2 separate regions of the Mus musculus genome follow, and region 2 is linked to region 1. A link is a contact called in public promoter capture Hi-C data. All regions are on one chromosome and are shown on one strand. The core of a region is the stretch at or near the end of the contact, and the rest is flanking DNA. Distances in the headings are between cores, read along the strand shown.

The links. Promoter capture Hi-C pulls out the DNA fragments that hold promoters and counts their contacts.
Region 2: a contact with region 1 is called in a promoter capture Hi-C map of hippocampal neurons, with 3 times the contacts expected there. The contact joins the enhancer-like site here to the promoter of Gcsh in region 1. A contact is called at or near these places in 3 of 39 promoter capture datasets (hippocampal neurons and liver) and 1 of 115 datasets of contacts at active chromatin or transcription factors (astrocytes).

Annotation. Positions count from the first base shown.
Region 1 is chr8:116,991,679-116,995,168 of GRCm38.p6, forward strand. Gcsh (glycine cleavage system protein H (aminomethyl carrier)) reads right to left here and starts at 1,820. Exons shown (of 5, transcript NM_026572.4): 1 at 1,610-1,820. The coding sequence starts at 1,748.
Region 2 is chr8:119,303,191-119,306,647 of GRCm38.p6, forward strand. All of the region lies in intron 11 of Cdh13 (cadherin 13), which reads left to right. Among named protein-coding and RNA genes, the nearest start is that of Hsbp1, 40 kb to the right of the region's middle. Within about 2 kb of position 1,676, at least 15 of the 459 cell types and tissues checked have an H3K27ac peak or open chromatin away from gene starts, as enhancers often do. A contact at or near this core is called in hippocampal neurons, where this site is marked.

The DNA of each region.
Region 1 (3,490 bases), core at 570-3,069:
CTACACAGGGGTCTCTCCAGCTTCGCAGTGAGAGCAGACCTCAGAGCAGAAACAGACTGGGGGGGGGGGGGGGGGCGGCACACCTAAATCCCAGCACTCAGAGAGGAAGAGGCAGGTAGACTTCTGTGAGTTCTAGGCCAGCCTGATCTACAGAGAGAGAGAGTTCTAGAATAGGGAAGATTACACAGAGAAACCCAGCCTTGAGAAAACAGAAACAAAACCCCACCATGGTTTGGGGCCTCAGAAAATCTGAGCTGAAACTGAAGATACTGCATTCTCAAACACAATAGCTTGCTTAATATGGGTCAGTGGTGCTATCTGGCACTACACACTAATAGTTAATAAAACTATTCACTGCTAATATGTCAAGCTGCAGGTGACAGGACGACTTCCCAGTAACTCTGAGGTAGCTATTGCCTCGCCTCCACTGTTCTAATGCAGGGCACTGGGGTTCTGAGAAGTTGAGAGACTGTGCCCGAGACCACACAGCTCTAAGAGGAAAAACCAGAATTGAATAATGTCTGTGTTTCAACAAGCACAAGGCTCTGCACCCTGCATAATAAGTGTGCACAATTCTGCCAGTTCAAAGAGGGTAAAAATGAAAAGAACCTGAGTAGTTAAGCAGACCGTGGGAATTGACACATTAGGCAATATTTAACCAAATACCTGGAACTCAGTATGTAGCTCCAGCTGCCCTCGGCCTCACAGCGATCCTCCACCTCAGCAGTGCTGACACGGTTACCGGTGGAAGCCACCCACCATGCCTGGTTTGAAACGGACTGCTTATTTGAGCATTTCTTTACCCTTGTACTCCAGTCAATAACGGTCTGGTGTGTGAAAAACTGGAGAAATTTTAGCAAGAAAGGAAGAAACGTGGCACTCCACACCGAGGAATAACGTGATCAACATTTTGAGTTCCACAGATTTCTGACCCACGGCACTCGCTGAGAGCAGCCGTTCCGATTTGTGCTGCCTGAGTAAGGTCTCCACTACTTGCACATAAAACTGTTTCCCAGCTAACTGTGCAAACGCGTACAATGGGCAGGTCTCCCAGCTATTTCCAGTCCGTCAAACCAGGCTCGTTTGAACCCCAGTACACATCAATGACTCAGACGTTAGAACTTTTCCTGCTGTCTGTAGTTCACAGCTAAAGCTTCCTCACTACGCTTGATTTTGCGGGGGGCGGGGGAGAGAGTAAAAAGCTTATTTCTGTTACTCTGACTTTTCATTCATCTGTATATGCATTCTGCTAAATTTTAGTATGTGTTTCTGCTTAACTTCACTTCGCAGTTCCTCGTAAACAAACTGCTGTTAGGTTCCACAGCAAACCTAAGTGCTCCCCACATTTAGGATCTCGGTGCACCTAAAAGCAAGCTCAGCCCGGCACGAGTGGCCGGTTTACCTGCGGGTCCAGCCGTCCTTCCCTCCCAGCTCCACCTTTCTACCCCGGGTTCAAAGTTTGCTCCTGTACTCTCCCGCCTACTTAGGGAGAAAGGCCGCAGAACCAGGATCCCAAGAGCGAGAAGCGTGGGTAGGGCTATAGGTCGGTCCGGCCAGGAGGCTTGGGAGTAGGGCGGGCAGGAGCGGTGACCACGTGCCCTGCACTTACCCGACAGCAAAGCAGATCCGGTGCGCAGTGAGCGGACGGCGGCGGCGCTCGGTACACAGGGCCGCGGCGAGCAGAAGGTCAGGGCGGTGCGCAGGCTGTAGGCCACAACCCGCAAGCTCCTCGACACTTGCAGCGACATGGTCAGAGGTCCGGAGGGTAACTGCGCTTCGCCTCCGCCACCGGGCCGGTGGGGACGGGGTGGGTCCAGAGTAAGCGGAGCACCCAGGCCCGGGGGCGGAGCCCGGGAGAGGCGCGCTCTGATTGGACATCTTGAAGGTTCCACTTCGGATAGGACAACCCGCGCGAGGGGCGTGTGCATGTGGAGGCGCTGAGGCCCGGATGGGGCTGTGTGAGAGGCGCAGATTGGCTGGGCAGGGAGGAGGCGGGGCCTCACTGGAGGGCGGAGAGTAGAATCTTGCGAATAGAAGCTCCAAGTCCGCAATCTAGGAGTTGCCCTGAACTGCATCGCTGCAGGGGCCAGAGAAAGATTCCAGCAAGGATGGTTTTGCTGGGCTAACGCAGTCTCATGCCACTAAGCCAAAAAGTCCTACGGAAGATGAGGTGCCGCCAGGCCCTTAAAGCACACAGTTACGCCTAACTGCACAAGGTCACCCCCATGGGATTCATTTAAGACCGTTCTAGGCATCAAACCCTGTTTCAAAGAAAGAAAGAGGGAGGGAGGGAGGAAAGAAAAAGGACAGAAAGAGAAAAGGGAGCCGGGCGTGGTGGCGCACGCCTTTAATCCCAGCACTCGGGAGGCAGAGGCAGGCGGATTTCCGAGTAAGGAGTTGTCCATCCTCGGAGTTATCAAGTCAGGGACCTCCATTCCTTATGTTCACTGTCAAGGGAAATGGGTTGGCACCACCAAGACAAAACAGGATTTACCCTGAGGTGGCTGCAGATGTCCTTGGAGAGGGAGAGAAGGCTCCCTGAAAAGGCTCAGTGTCCCTTAGCCAAGAGAAAAGCGTAGGATGTACTGGGGGCAGGGAACCCAGAGTCTGTACAGTGGATGAGGGGAAGGGCGGAACAATATATACTAGAAGCTGTACCAGACATTCAAGCCAAACTAGGGCTGCTGGTGGCAAGGAAGTAGCAGTTAGATAAAAACTCTGGTAGATGACAAAGGTGGTGAGCTTCCATGATGGCCAGCTTCATCTACACCCCCCTGAGCTGAGACAAAAGCCCGGTACCTTAAAAACGGGTGGTACCTTTTAAAATGGGCTGTTTCTTCTCCTGCCAGCCCAGCCAGCCTCCTGCTCAGGGACTGGCTCAAGTAGTTCAAGGCCACATCAGGACCGGCTTACACTTGTAGGCCAGCCAGTGATCCTGTCTTTTCTTTAAACTGACCAGCCCTATAGGGAAGACTCTACAGAGCCAGCAAACAAACAAAGCAACCCAACCCTCAAGAAGAGATTCCAGCCTGGTAGCTGCATGCAGCTTTAATCCTAGCACTCAGGGACAGATCTCTGAATTCAATGTCAGCCTGGTCTATAGTGAGTTCCAGAACAGCCAGGGCTATACCAGACAACCAGAGGAACTCTGTCTCCGAAAACCAAAGATAGATAGATAGATAGATAGATAGATAGATAGATAGATAGATGATGGATGGATGGATAGATAGATAGATTAAACATTTATATATATTAAAAAAAGAGAGACAGAGAGACAGCCGGGGCGTGGTGGCGCACACCTTTAATCCCAGCACTTGGGAGGCAGAGGCAGGTGAATTTCTGAGTTCAAGGCCAGCCTGGTCTACAAAGTGAGTTCCAGGACAGCCAGGACTATACAGAGAAACCCTGTCTCGAAAAACCAAAAACCAAAAACAAACAAACAAAAAAAAAACATAGAGGGTTGATATCTGCCCAGTTCTAGTGCTTTAAG
Region 2 (3,457 bases), core at 426-2,925, 2.3 Mb after region 1:
TTGATTACTTTAGTTGAGATAGAAAGACCCACCTCTGGTAGGTGACACGAGTCCCTGGGTTTCGGTTCTGGACTCTGTAAGAGCAGAGGAGCTAGGACACACATCCGTTCTCTCTGCTCTTGACTACCAGCAACGTGCAGTGAAAAGCCGCACCAAAGTTCTGCTGCCTTGACTTTTCGCAGTGAAGGTCTGTGACCAGGAACTGTTCGATACAAAGTTGCTTTAGTCAGAGTGTTTTAACAAAGCAGCAGGAGACACAACTAAAACAGCTGGGGGGTGAGGGGGTGGAGCCAGACGAATCCCTGGGGCTCTCTGACCCACCAGTCCAGCCCGAGACCAAGGTTCTAGTGAGAGACAAGATAAATGGTTCCTGTCTTAGTCAGGGTTTCTATTCCTGCACAAACATCATGACCAAGAAGCAAGTTGGGGAGGAAAGGATTTATTCAGCTTACACTTCCACACTGCTGTTCATCACCAAAGGAAGTCAGGACTGGAACTCAAGCAGGTCAGGAAGCAGGAGCTGATGCAGAGGCCATGGAGGGATGTTGCTTACTGGCTTGCTTCCCCTGGCTTGCTCAGCTTACTTGCTTATAGAACCCAAGACCACCAGCCCAGAGATGGTACCACCCACAAGGGACCCTCCCGCCTTGATCACTAATTGAGAAAATGCCCCACAACTGGATCTCATGGAGGCATTTCCCCAACTGAAGCTCCTTTCTCTGTGATAACTCCAGCCTGTGTCAAGATGACACACAAAGCCAGCCAGTACAGCTCCTGAGGCGCGATGTCCAGGCACACATAAACTAAACAGCTTGGATATTTAAGTGCTGCACTCCTTGAGTGGAGTCACGGACTGATCTTCCTAACTGATCATTGTAGGGTCTTTGGGGTCTCAGCCAGACATGGAGATGCTGTCTGTGACCACCCTGGGAATGAACTGAGCATTTTCCTCAGGAAATAAGGGGCCTCCAAGCCCATCTACAAAGATGTTAGAAAAATGTCTCCTTTATCATCAGCACCATCAGGGACATGCCCTTGACTGGGTAGGTGGGGCTAAGCCAAGGACCATCTGCCTGACAGCGGGACACTCCCACACTCAAGGGAATAACCAGCCATAACGTGAAACAGAATATTTCCACTCATTTTTTTATAGCCAAGAAATTGACTGGGATGTGAAAATACTGTCAGCCACGCCCATGTGTACCAGCTCAGCCCACGGCATCTTAGCATCATCCCTCTGCCAGCCCTCCTTGGCACCTTTCCCAGCGTGGTAGGGTCATTCACTGCAGGCCATTCTTCCCTGTATCTCCAGCCTCCTCCGCTTCCTGTCAAAGCTATCGATATAAATGAATATCTCTATCAATATTAATATGATTGATTGTTGATGTGATAAGATCGATGTAATAATTAAGATTATCAATATGGCTTGATAATCTGAAGCCCTTGGAAACCCAGCAGGGCAGATGTGAAATGCTGTCTCTTCAGGTCTACAATGTGAGGTGAACTCTGACGAGCCAGGAAGCCTGACCAGTGCAGCCTCGCCCTCCACATTTTCCACACAATCCCGTTCGATTCCTTTGCTATAAAAAAATGAATGAAAACACTCAAGGTGGTTGATTATTCCCTTGAGTGTGGGAGTATCCCATTGTCAGGCAGATGTTCACCATGTGAAGTCATGTTAACTCATGATTCCCCGGGAGCCTACGCTGTGTGCCTCTAGAACATGTCCAGGCAGATGTGGGACCAGTGACGAGGGCAACTTACTACTTCCCAGCACTTCTCAGAGTTAGCTTCTGGGAGGATTTGTGTGATCCTGACATTCTGAAGTGTGTGTGTGTGTGTGTGTGTGTGTGTGTGTCTCAGTGTGTGTGTGTCTCAGTGTGTGTGTGTCCCAGTGTGTGTGTGTGTCTCAGTGTGTGTGTATCTCAGTGCGTGTGTGTCTCAGTGTGTGTGTGTCCCAGTGTGTGTGTGTGTGTCTCAGTGTGTGTGTCTGTGTCTCTGTGTCTGTGTCCCAGTGTGTGTGTCTCAGTGTGTGTCTGTGTTTCTGTGTCTGTGTGTGTGTCCCAGTGTGTGTGTGTGTGTGTCTGTGTGTTGGCATCCACGTAGCCCATCTGGCCTTGAATCTGCTATGCAGCTGAGGATGGCCTTGAACTTCTGACCCTACTGTCTCTACTTCCCGAGTGTTGGGATTACAGATGTGCACTCCACACCTGGTTTTGTTCTGTGTCTTTGAAACCAGCCCACCCAACTACCCCCAAGGACCCTGTTCATCTAAGGGGTCACTTGGGGTCTCATGAGCTAGGGATCCTGCCCCCATGTGCAAATCTGGTCTCTTGCATGCAGATGTTGACAGCAGGCTTGTCTGTAACAATCAAAAACTGAAAACTGCAAACGCCCATCCGCAGTGAACACACAGACACGGCATGCTATACCCACATGGTGGCATGTGATTCCGCCATCAGGGACCAATGCTGGGGTGGACTTCAACATGGATGGGCCTCAGAAACACGGCATTAAACAAAATAAGATTCAAAAAAGATCACATATTGGCTGAAGAGATGGTTCAGCAGTTAAGAATAAAGTCTGCTCTTAAGTTTCCAGCACCAACACGGCAGCCCACAACCCTCTTTAACTCCAGTTCAGGGGGGTCTCACGCCCTCTTCTGGCCTCCACAGATACTGCATGCATGTGATGCACAGACATACATGCAAGTAAAAGATAAAACCCCATGCATGTAAAATAATTTTTAAGATTGCATACTGCATATTTCATTTATATGAAATGTCTGGAATGAATCAACCATAGAAAGTAGGCTGGCGATTGCCCAGGGCCTGCAGTGGGTACTAGAGAGTTAGCGCAAAGGTCTCTTCTTGGGGACAATGAGGGTGCTCTAGAGTCAGAGCATGGCGCTGGTTACGAGACTGTGAATTTACTAAAAAATCAATTTGTTGTAAAAACAAAAAAGTGAAGGCTGAGAGAAAAGGGAGCAGTACAGAATTGAAAAGAAACTACCTTTAATTCCTGTGTAACTTCCTAATCTAACATTTCCTTTCTGGTTATTATAGCCCTCACGGTTATTGTAAAGAAAATTAGAAACAGAAGAAGGTATTATTTTAATGTTCATTACCTGGGGAGATAATCGCCACTTGGGTTTTAATATATTCCCTTCTGATCTTTCTGCAGCCATGTATACATTTTAAAATTAGGATCATGCCATGTTTTCAGTTTTGTGTATCATCAGCTAGGTATGACGCTTACGCACGTTCCTGGGCAATGGAACCTACCAGGAAAAAAAAAAGCCTGGTGTTTGGAAAGTGAGAAATATCCTGTCTGGCTAAAATTATGAATTTTTTTAAAATGGCATTTTTTTTAAAAGACCTGGTGCTGCATCTCAGTAGTGGTGCATGTACCTAGAACAAAGGAAGCCTTGGGTCCCATCCCCGTTACCAAAGAGAAA